Regions from separate parts of the Anser cygnoides genome. Here region 1 is linked to region 2. Evidence: chromatin contacts called from public Hi-C data. All regions are on one chromosome and are shown on one strand. Each heading gives the region's core, a stretch centred on a gene start, on an enhancer-like site or on the middle of the called end of the contact. The rest is flanking DNA. Distances are from core to core; before and after follow the strand shown. Region 1 holds the start of TESK1 (testis associated actin remodelling kinase 1). Region 2 holds the start of LOC106048544 (phospholipid-transporting ATPase ID-like).

Region 1 (5,618 bases), core at 2,491-4,990, 200 kb after region 2:
CAGCCCGGGATCCAGCCAAGGGGAAGATCCTGAGCAGATCTACGGCAGGGCCACAGATGACTCTGGGGCAAAAGGAAGATCCCCCTTCACGCAACAGCCTCCCATGGGGAATCCCCGCTTAGCCCGGCTGGTTCCCCCCTGAAATGCCACAAAGCCCAGGGCCGTGAGGTGTGCTGGATGGGACACAGGATCCCTGGTGGGAGACTGGGGAGGCAAGGCTGGTGCTGGACACAGGGGAGGTGTCAAGTCTCTGGAGAAATTAAGAGGAGGGTATCAGTCATCCCCTGGCAGCTCAGCGGGATGTTGCCTGTGATGGTCCTTCGTGAGAGCCCAGGCTCCGGGGCACCCCCACAGGGAACGTCCCCACAAACAGGGACTCGCCGTGCGTCGCAGCGTGACTTACAGCCCATGTCAGGACTGGCGGTGACACACGGCTCACCCACAGCCTGCGGCACCAGCTCCCTCCTGGCTGCCGTCACCCCAGGAGACCAGTTCGCCCAGTGCTGGCGCAACCAGCCACCGCACAACCAGGGCTCAGAGGGGTGGGGTGACCGGCCACCCGTCACACGGCTGGACGGAAAGTAGGACACCGTAATCAAAGTGATTAATGGGTTGGGGTGGCGTGGGAACAGCTCAGCTCAGCTCCGCGCTGTGCCGGGGCCACCGGTTCAAGGTGGCACCGTCCCCACCTGCCCCAGCTCCTCGCCGCTGGCCTGGGAGCACCCTCATGTCTGCCGAGCAGCGGGAGCCTCCTGATTTTGGAGCCCCCGGTGGATACTGCATGCAGACAGCCCTGCTCCCTCCCCCTGTGGCAGGGATGTCCCCCCCCCCTGTGGTGGAGATGTATCTCCAGCCTGACGGATTGCTTCCTTCCATTTTATTTTATTTCATTTTTTTCTCAGATCTGATGGGTGATGAAACCGGGGCACGGCTGAGGAGGCTGGCTTGTTACTGCCAGGTCTCCAGGCTGGTGCGTTTGTCCTGCAGGGCCGCTGGCAGGCTCTGTGCTGAGCTACGCACGCTCTCCCCGGCCTTTCCCTGCTCCCCGCAGCGACGCCAAGCCCAGCAGATCAAAGGGCGGCGACGAACCGCGGGCCAAGCCCCACGGAGCCTCCCAGCCCTGCTCCCTGCCCTGCTCCCCTGCAGCTGGCAGCGCAGGTCAGCCGGGGCCAGGGCCGGGCAGCTCTGATGTGGTCCCACGCCGCCCAGCATCGCCAGCCTCTCGGCGTCTCTGCTCCTGGCTCATGTCTGAAGAACCACAAGCACTTCGGGGATGCTGCGCTGGGGTTATTGCTAATAGCCTGGCAAGGGGCAGGAGAGGGCCAGGGTCAAGAGGGGAAGGAGCAGCTCTGTTGCACGCTGGGCAGCCTTGGAGGATGGGAGCGTGGCACATACGGGGAGATAAGCCTTTCAGGAGGGGGAGATGCTGGAGGTGGTAGTGTGGCCCTACCTGGCTGGCACAAGGTGACCAGCTCCTGGCGACCAGTGAAGCTTCTCTGCCATGCTGGATCACTGCAAGGACGCGGTTGTGCTTACGTGGCTGCATGTCACCTCACCGAGGTCACGGAGCTGCCTGTCCTTTCTTTTCAGAGGATTGGGCTGGATTGTTTTATTTTTTTTTCCCCAGCATTCCCGGTGTTTGCGAACACACAGCCCTCAGGGCTCCCACTGTGTACCCACCCAGCCAGACTCAGAGTTGCTCAGCCCCCTGCCACCCTGTTGTGCATCCTGCCAGGGCCCAGGGGGGGTGGGGTTCATGTGAGCAACCCGAAATCACTGCCCCCAGATAAGATTTGAGGCTGGGATGCAGACGCTGCCTCCACAAACGCCATGGTACCGGCACCCAGGTGTGAGCAGCATCAGCAGGAAATAAGAGGAGGGGGTGAGCCAACGCTGCTGGGTGCTGTGCTGACTCCGCTCGCAGAAAACTACCGATGCAACAAATATTTGGCCTTTGGCCTTGCAGCTGGAGCGCCGGGGAGCGGGGCAGCACCGCGCCTGCACAGCGGGGACCGCGGCAGCCCCTGCTCGCAGCCGGAGGCGGGCTGCTGCAGCTCGCAGCCCCGGCGCTGGGTGCCGAGCACGGGGACACATAAGAGCTCTGGGAAATGTAGTCCTGCTGCGTCACCTGCCCTGGGTGCTGCTGGGCACGGCACGGCTGCATGTGGGCCACCGGGGCTGGGGCATCTCCCACATCCTTCAGGACCCTTGCACCCAGCAGGGTTGTGACAGACCCTGATGTGCTCCCCTATCCTGTTTCCTACGGGGATGGTATTTGTCAGGGGCTGGCCCCCTCGAAAGCAGGGAGCTGGGGAATAGGAAGGGAAGCAGCAGGTTGGGAGATCCGCTGGGCGATGTGCAGAGTGTGGGCAGAGGGCACAGGAGGAGGAGAGGACACCTGGGACCGCGAGGTTGTGCTCACCGGCTGGGAGGAAGCACCCAGGGAGCTGTTTGAATCGGGCGATGCTCCCCTGTCCTGCGCACCCTGGGTCTGCACCTCCAGGCTGGAAAAGCCTCCTGTGCTGCCACAGCCTCCCAGGACCTCTCCCCACAGCAGCCCCAGCACGCAGGGCAGGGGGGAGGCGTTTGCTGAGCCCTGAGCCTTCTCCCCGAGAAGGGCAAAGAGGACAGAGTCCCCCAGCCCCGCTCCTCTCCCCTGCAGCTCCACAGGGGAGCTAAAGCACGGCCAGTGAGCCTCTCCTGCTCTTCTAGCCGGGGCTTGAGGGGCTTAATTTGGGCTTTGCAGCAGGCTCAGCCCAGCCAGGCTTTGCACTGGAGGGCACCTGATGGCACCACGGGAGGGCTGGTGGCCCTGGGGACGGGGGCTCACCACCGCTGTGCCAGGCAGGAACAGATCGGGGTGGAAATGGCACAGCAGAGTTACCAGCACTGATGAGAGAAGGGACCATAAATCCTGCAGCAACAATTTCCACAGTCAGGGCTGTCTCCGGGGCTTTCATTTATTCGTTACAGCTTAATTGGATGTGAACTCAGCCACTTGTAAGCAGCAGGAGCCCGGAACAGGCTGCGGTCCTGTGAGCTTCTCTCTGTAAGATGCCTCTCCAGGCCTCCCCATCTCTGCCTTGGCCCTGCTGGGGCTGCTGCTCACATGTGCTGGAGGGAAGGGCAGGGATGGGGAGGCCTGGCTGGCTTTGCTCCTCCGAGCAGCTCCCTCCTCCACCGAGGAGCTGCTCCCACTGCAAAGAAATCAGAAGCTCGGCTCCCCTGCCCTAGGTTGTCCTCCCCTCCTGGGATAAGGAATAAAACCTTGCGTTTGCTGTACCTGGAGCCAAGCACCGGCCAAAAACACCATGCTGGGGGACACCCCATGGGGCCGCGCTCCCAGCAGGGACGGCAGCAGCGGAGCAGAGCCCAGGAGGGGCTGGGGCAGGCAGCCGGGTGCAGGGCGCCTGGAACAGAGCACGGGCAGCCCGGCTGCATGAAGGACCGTGCAAAGCACCTACGGAGCAGGGAAAAAAGGAGCAGCAAGGAGGAGGAAAACGGGGAGACATCGGGGAGCCCAGGAAAGGGAGAAAAGCAGCGGGGTGCGGGGGGGCACGGGGCGTTTCGGCTGCGCTCCCCGCTGCCGGGCAGGGCTGTGCGCGCAGGGAGGGCCGAGACCCCGGCACCCAGCGCCTCCCCCCGAGCCCATCGGGCTGCCAGAAGGCAGCGGGGCCCCTGGCGGCGGCCGGCAAGGAGTTAAGGGGCTGAACCCGCCCCGTCTCCGCCCCGCCGGTGCCTGCGCTCGGGGCGGCGGAGGCGCAGCGCCGGGCCGCGGCGGGGGTCGGGGCTCCGCCGCCGGGCCATGAGCACCGCGCACCCCGCCGGCACCTCGCCCCCGCCGCTTTCAGCGCCGGGCCGAGCCGTGCCGGGCCGAACCGGGCCGGGCCGAGCCGGGCCGGGCGGCGGCGGAGGAGGAGGAGGAAGAAGAGGCGGTGGAGGAGGCGGCGGAGCCCCCCCAGCGCCGTGCCCCGGGGGGACGTGAATGGCGCTGGGGGTGCTCGGCGGGGCCGAAATGGAGTGGGAGAAGCTGCCGCGGAGGCCCGGGCTGGCACCGAGGGGGGAACGAGCCGAGGAAGGCGAGGGGGAGGCGGCGGGGCCGTGGCCGGGCTGCGGGAGGCTGCGGCCCTCCTCGTACCGGGCGCTGCGCAGCGCCGTCTCCACCCTGGCGCGCATCGACGATTTCTACTGCGAGAAGATCGGGGCCGGATTCTTCTCCGAGGTCTTCAAGGTGGGCGCAGCCGCCCCCCGCCCCCTCCCTCCCCCCCATGGGGATCTGCGGGAAGGGCTCCGGGGGTCCTCGGTACCACCGTGGTGGGGGTTTGGGGGGGGTCCGTGGGGATGCTCGGGGAGCCCCGCGGCCACCGGTGCTGTTGTTGCTCCGTCGGAGGGAGAAGGGGAGCGGCGGATCTGATCCCCTACGGGGTTACCGGGGGGGGGGGGGAGCACACAGCCCCCGGGGGGGTGACAGCCCCTGGAGCCCGCTGTGGGGTCCGGGCGTGCCGGTGGCAGGAGGTGCAGCCGCTCCGGGGTGACCCTGGTGGGGTTTACGGGCAGCCCACAGAGAGTGAGCGGGGTGGGGAGAGCGGGGTGGTGCTGCAGAGCTGCCCCCCCCCGGTGTCACCCCGCGGCTCCCTCCGTGCCCTCCGATGCTCGGGGTGGGTGGGCGAGGGCTGCCGGAGCGGGGATGCTCTGCGTGTGGCCGTGCCCGGGGTTGGGGTCCCGGCGGCGTCACCCACCCGCTGTCACCACCCTGCCGAGGGGCGGTGCGTGCACGTGTTGTTTTTGTCCTCGGCGTCGCTGCAGAACGCAGGGCGAGTGCCGCCCTCACGCTTCCAGCGGCTTCGAGAGCTGCTCTGCCCAGCCGGGAGCCCGCTGCCATCGCTGAGATCCCGCCTGGGGGAGAAACAGCCCCCGGGGAGAGGGGATGCAGGGTCGGGGCACAGGGAGGACCCCTCCTTCCACGAGGCCGTGGCCTCCCTGCTGGCCGGGCTCCTGCTATCGATCCCTGGCTGGGAGCGCGTGGCGGCACCTGGGAGCAGGGGGGGGGAGGCATTTAATAATGCCAGGCGTGGATACGGCTCTTTAATAATGGATGCTGCCCTGTCTCTGCCAGGCCACGGTGTCTCCTTGCTTGCCGTTCCCGCTCCCCTTGTCCCCCCCCGGGAGCTGCGGTGTGCTCCTCGTGCTCCAGCACCGCTTGCCCTGCTGGTGCCGTGCCCACCGAGGGGCTGGGGGCCGGAGCGGTCAGGGGCAAGAGGAGGCCAGATGGAGCTTTGTGCTGCGCGGTGGGTTGGGGCCAAGATCTCAGCAGGACGGTGGGGCAGGCCTGGCCTCCGAGCTTGGGGTTTGGGGCTGGCGAGGCTCGCGAGGAGGATGCAGCTTGGCAGGGCAGCGCGGGGCCCCTTTTCCTCCCACCTCCCTTGTTCCCGCAGCGCTTTCCATGGCCGTGGGTGCTCGAGGCTCCCTCCTCTGAGCGGCCACGGCGTCCTGCCTCATTCCAGCCGTGGTGGGTGGGTGGGTGAGTGAGGGGGGACGAGGAGGGGACCTGAACCTCAGTCCCCGTGCCCTGGCACACTGCTGGCAGCGGGCGCAGGCACGGCTGTCTAACGGCGTTC
Region 2 (6,197 bases), core at 2,588-5,087:
CATGTGCTTCTTTTAGACTCAGATTGTGACACTTTCTTTAATTGCGTGTCTTATTCTTATTTTTGATCGTGGTGCAAGCACCAGGGAGTCTGTTTGTGCAACAAACATCTGACACATGCCTTAGAACAAATCAAGCCGGAATTAACAATGCCGGAGAGGCCTCCCTGAATCCTAATCAGGAACAATAGCTGCATTTCTACAGAGCTCTCCCTCCCTGGGGTCTTGTGCTACTCCTTCATATGTTTTGGAGTGAAGGGCTGTTTATAGCCTCATTAGAGAGTGTTTAGCATTAAATGTCAGGAAGCATCTGCTGGCACATTTCTTTGTAGGAGACTTTCAAATTCTGCGAGTGAGTTTGGGTAGCTGTCTTGAATATACATGGGAGTTCCCTCCAGAGACTTGGATCATGTCTTTGAAGACAAGTTAAAGCTGCCTTGTTGCAACTACACTTCACAAAATTGGGTTTCCAGTAAACAGTCAAGCTGAATATTCAACAGCAAAAGTTCCCATCTTCCCTCATTTCTGTAACATCCACCCTCTGGCCCATATTTTAGGCACTCATGGGTGACTTTTTAGCTGATATTATTGCCATATGGCTTCAAACATGGCCTCTACATGCTTCCAAGAGACACAGGCTGCAGCCATAAAAGTGGCTAACTAAGAAGTTGACCTCACCTAGACCCTTGCATTCACTATCCCATGGGTTGTGCCAACACAAGTCTTTGTGCGACCAAGTTTTGAACTCAGCTGCTGAAAAGCTCTGTTGTCACTGTTTGTATTGTGCTGACATTGTCTTAATGCCTGCGGCAGGGAGGCAGATAAGGCAAACAACCCGACTGAAAATGCAAACATGTACTTTTTTTTCCTTTTTTTTTTTTTTTTTCCTCTAAATCAGCTCCCAGTCTGAGGATGTGGACAAACGGGAGCTTCTGGAGGTGGTTTTCGTGTCAAAGGCAACGTCTCATGAAACTGCGCTAGTGGTTTGTGGCATAACCACATTGTTAGCAGGGAGATTTGTACCCAACAGCTCTGAACTAAGGCGTCCTTAACTCAAAGTGCCCATTTCTCTTCACACTCAACCGGTACATGTTCTTAGGCATTCAGTTATATATTACTGACAAACTGCACCGTCTTTGCGGCCTGCATGGCAGGCCCTAGGGAATGAAGGGCTGGCCCTTGTCCAAAATGTTGGGTGAAATCACACAGCTGATGGATGCATCTGTGTTTTAGGACAGTCATCAGTTAGAGTGGTTTTGTCCTTCTTGCTTGGATCTGCAGGAGCTCCAAACCTCGTTTTCTTCTGCTTCATCTACCAGTGCTACGCTGAACTTTCTCATTCCGGGAAGGTTGGTGCCCCCACTGCTGGAACCGCCGTGAGAAATCACTAGAGGTCTGTCCTTTGCCACATCCCTTTCCCAGCACACTACAGCCATAGGAGGAAGCCACAACACAGCAGGAGGTTTCTAAAGCAGAACTTCAGCATGGAGAAATACTTTCAGTAGGTCTCTACAAACAGACTGTATTCACAAAGGACAAGGGAGATAGGTTAGCAATCTCACCTATGGTTTAGAACCTGGAGACAGGCAGAAGATGGGGAACGCTCCCTGCTGTGTTGTATTTTGTGAAGGGAAAAAACACCTTTTGGAAGCATTTCTCTGCAAGAAAGCTTTGGGGAAGAGTGAGGGAGGTTAAGGGAGGAGCAAATTGTGTATGTGCTTCTTGCAAAATGATTTTCCATTAGGCAGCAGCACGTCTTTCTTTCCCCCTGAAATATTGCATCATTCTTAAACAGTAGCTCTTTAACTCCAAACAAAAGGAGTTCTCATGCAGTGAAAGCTTTAATCTCAAGCTGTACTTTTAGTTCTAAATTATTAGCCATTGTTAATTTGAAGTTATTTTTACTTTAGTGACCAAAACAGCACAGACAGGAAAGAATTGTAATTTTGCGTATCCTCCAAGACTGACTGTGAACGCTGTGTAAAAGTCTTCCTACCAGCATGCAGACTCAGAGGCACAGTGCTTGGTGGCAAAATGCTAGCAGGAGAGGATGGCATGTTAGTATTGATATTAACTGAATCCTGCTGTATTGTGGCATCTCTCTCTCTCTCTCTCTCTCTCTCTCTTTTTTTATTCCCTTTAGAAACCATTTTTCTGTTTTAAAAATAGTGTGATGTACCAGTGCTAGAACCTGAAAGTGAGCAGAGAAAAGCTTATTCACTTCTACCTCCCAGAGAGGGTGAAGAGTCCCTTTTTTAAAACTGTTCTTACCAGGACTTTGAGATAACTTATGCTCTTTTTACCTCTGAGAGGATTAACACTTCTCACGCACTGAGATGTCATCAATGTGTTTCTAAATGCCTCGTAGTCCTCGATGCCTCCTACTTGATCTCTTGAGGAAGTAAAGAATTATTATTCCCTTTTATGAATAAGAAAACAGAAGTTAAAGCAGTAACAAGTGACTTGCCCAGAATCTGTCACAGGTGCGAGGATGGATTTGAGCCTCATTTCACTGTTTGCTCAGTTTGCTGTCCTTCCTTCTTTCAATGCTTGCATGAACCTATTAGTCATAACCACGGCCCATTATCTGCTGGGAGAACGTTAAATAAAGCAGTAAGCTTTCACTGCCATGTTTGTAATCCTATCTGCTGCACTGAAAACCAAAGAATTTAATTTGAAAAAAGCTACAAAGAGTAGTGGTACGGACAAGTCTCTTCATTAGCTGGGAACAAACCACATACAAAAAAATCCCAACCAAACAGACAAGATGGTTAAGGAGATGTGAAGTACCTTTTAAAAAGCCTTCTATGTTAATAATTTAGCATGTTGCAAGGTACGTCAACATTAAATATATATGTATTTTTTAATGTATTTAAACCTGACACTAATTCTGAATTTTTCAGACAGAAGATGTCATCAGCCCTAAAAGTAGGTGGAAAAACAGCCCACAGGAGCAAATCAAAGCTTGTGAGTTAGCAATGGGGGTTTGTATTGCAGGAAATTGCAGGAAAATCTGCAATGCTGGTATGGTTTGATAAATGTCACTTAGATTTTTTTTTTTTTAAATCTTAAGTGTTCATATTACATACTACCCCATTTGTGCTTAAGTGATTTTTTTAGACTAGCTCTGTCTCTTCTCTACTTCAGAATTATTTTTGTTGCTTTTTTTTTTTTTTTAAAGAATAAATAGGGCACTGAAGTAAATAATTGTGTGTCAGAAGTTGAACCTCTGTGCTTTGTTAGCATAAGCATGGCAGCCAGAAGCCTGCATCAGGATCCTGTCATACTCAGGGCTATAAACCCCTCAAATACTTGATTATGCCACTGAAGTTGCATACATTTTGTAAGTCTGTATGGGAGGTAGTGAAATGTCTAGTCTTTGAGAAAAAACATGTTTTATGTTTGAAATACTCAACCTGTGAAAAGAAAATAAGTCTGCTGGCTGCACAAAGTTGAGCACAATGTCTTGTTTGCGTCTCTGGCTACTGCTTTGGCTGCAGCAATGAGCACAAGCAGGGTTTTAAGGTCGCATTACTCTCAGATGAAATATAGAGTCCTGCCTATGGTATAAACCTTTTTTAATACCTGATGTCATACCCAAGTCCAAGGATCAATCGCTTTTTATTTACTCAGTGCAACGCAGTGCCATGTTCCACCCACGGCTTTGGGAACTTTGCCTTTTCTCTTGCAGCCATTACTGAGTACACGAAGCACACTGAGACATCCTGCAGCTCCTGGATCACATTCAGCCTGTCCCTGCGCGGGTTTACCTCCAGATCCTGGAAAGCGTGGTGCTCCCTAGCGAGCTTCGCAGCTCCGCTGGGGAGAAGCCTGGCATGCTCTGCTGAATAATCCTCTAGGGTTTTTAAAAGAAGCCGCAGCTTTTTGTGTGGTGCTGAAAACAATCCTTCTGCTTGTCTTGGCAAACAGCTTCAGATAGAAAAGACGACAGAGAACAGCCAGGTAGGCCAATTTCTTCTTCTGGAAGAGAAGTAAAGCCTTGAATAGGTGTCTGGATTTCAGGCGTTTTTGCTGTGTGTTTGTTTTTTTCTTCTTTTGCATACTGGATTTTTCTGCACCTGTAAATGCTGGGTCTGGAGAAGAACAGGTCGTGTGCCTAAGTTTTCTTTATGCAGTGCCAGCTTTACTGTGTGAGTGACAAACAGAAGTAGAGGGAGTTTGGACCACAGAAGCGAGGCTTTAAAAAAGTTTTCCAATGGCGGTGGGAAAGCACATGTTCATTTTGCTGGCTTTGGATCTAGGCCCCTCTTCTGCCTCCCTGAAGGGAGATCCAGACCTCTTCTCCTCTGTGTGCCTACACCTAAAATGTTCTCAGTGTTGTCGTTGCTGATGGCAACTGCATTCTAGTTTAACAGCGAAGACATGAAAAATGGGAACATCTTACCTCCATCAGGAGAGGTTTTGCATTGTAACTGGCTCCAGAGAAGATGTGCTCTAGCTCAGAGTGGGAGATGAGTCAATTAATGAGTGTTGTTTGCTGGCCTGTTGTACAGTAAGTGATAAATGGTCTCCTGACTTTAAAACTGGAGGGTGTAAGCCTAGAAGGCCAACTGGTGGACACCCAAAGACTATGAATGTGAAGAACTGGTTAGATGAAACACATCCAAAGTTTCTTCTGCACTACAGAGAAAAATGGCCACTTCTCCCCCAGAATCCTGTCTTATCTGACATAGGATATCTTCTGCCTTTCCCTCGTATTTAATACTAGTTTGACTTTTAGCCCAGCAGTAAGACACTCTACACATGACAATTTGGGTATCCTGACACAAGCAAAAGTCCAACAGAAGCCTGCATGAGATTTGCTAAATGAGTTCACAAGGGAGAGGACTTTTTATACGCTAAAATTAACTTTCTGCACTAACCTTTATGTATATCTCTGCAAATTATATTTTATTTCAAAAATAGTATTAAAAGGAAAGGTTAAGGCCATACTATCAGTGATAGAGGCACTCTTTATATCTTTGTTACTCAGCTGCAAACCATCAGAGCAAAATATCCTGTGGTTCACGTTACAGGAGAAGCTGTTTACTTCCTTTTGAGTGAATGCCTTGTTTTTCTTAGTGATAAAAGCTCTCTGCGGCTCTCTCTTTAGTCAAATGTGTGACTTGCTGCACTTTAGCTTTGGTTCTAATTCTTAGGATATTCACAACCTACTATGTTTTAGCGTTACTGAAAGTCACTATTCCAGGCTTAAGCAAAAAAGTTACTGAAAGGAAAGGAGCACGCTAATTTGCTGATATCAAAGTAGAGCATTTTTGCTGGGAGAGTAACTCACTTCAAGTCAGGCTGGAAATCTGCTTCCAGCATCATTGGAAGGTCCATCACTGCATTGGAGAGACTGCTGTGTGCTTGTTGGAGGCACACTTGCCATGCACTTGGTGTAACAGTGCTTAATCTGGAGATCTGTCTGATCCTTTACACTTGTGGGTCCAGCCTAGGACCCCTTAATGTTTGCATGTGCTCAGCGTTGGCTCCAGGAGGAGCAGGACTAGATTATTCTATGTGTGTAGGGTGATATGATGGTGATATTTTTAGATATGAAAATGATTTTTCCATCTCAAAAGTTGAATTGTGTAGTTTGCCAGTGCTTCCAAAGCTGTATCCCAAGCAGGACCATTGTTAGGAGGAAATGCAAGGAGATCACGGTCTTTGCTTTTCCTTGTATGGAGAACAGCAGTGTGAGAGTCTTCCACCAAGGCTGGGAAACACAACAGTGAATCCAAGGTCAAGACCGGGCACATGCCCTATGGACAAAGCCAATTACTGCAGCCTGTAGATGAACAAGGCTCCTTTTCACTTTCCCTGATACAACCCAGGGGCCTCTGTGCCCTGCCCCCATCCGTAGGTAATTCAGCGTTATGCTTTCATCCATTGCTTCCTACCTGCTCCATTGTTCATTATCCTGAGTTTACTGGGACTTGTAGTTACTACAGGTTGTGGTTTCAGTGACCACCTGGATTACCCACTAGTTAAACATCGAGACCGTCACTTTCTTTTCCCTGCCCTTTGATAAGAGTTGTTGTTTTGTGCAATTTATACTGCTGTTGTTGTAAGGAATGTTGCCAACACTTTCTCCACTGGCCATTTCACTTCTTGGACAAATAAGATTCAGTTTACTTTTCCATCTTAAATCTGTACTGGTGGCTTTATAACAGTACAAAAGATATGGATACAGCCAT

The links. Hi-C and Micro-C count contacts between places; a contact is called where the count stands out from the background.
Region 1: a Hi-C map of liver shows a contact between it and region 2, with 6 times the contacts expected there. The contact joins the promoter of TESK1 here to the promoter of LOC106048544 in region 2. A contact is called at or near these places in 2 of 7 Hi-C or Micro-C datasets (both in liver).

The regions. Positions count from the first base shown.
Region 1 is chrZ:64,385,687-64,391,304 of Taihu_goose_T2T_genome, forward strand. It overlaps TESK1 (testis associated actin remodelling kinase 1), which reads left to right and starts at 3,741. Exons shown (of 10, transcript XM_066988089.1): 1 at 3,741-4,231. The coding sequence starts at 3,986.
Region 2 is chrZ:64,182,812-64,189,008 of Taihu_goose_T2T_genome, forward strand. LOC106048544 (phospholipid-transporting ATPase ID-like) reads left to right here and starts at 3,838. Exons shown (of 28, transcript XM_066987982.1): 1 at 3,838-3,960.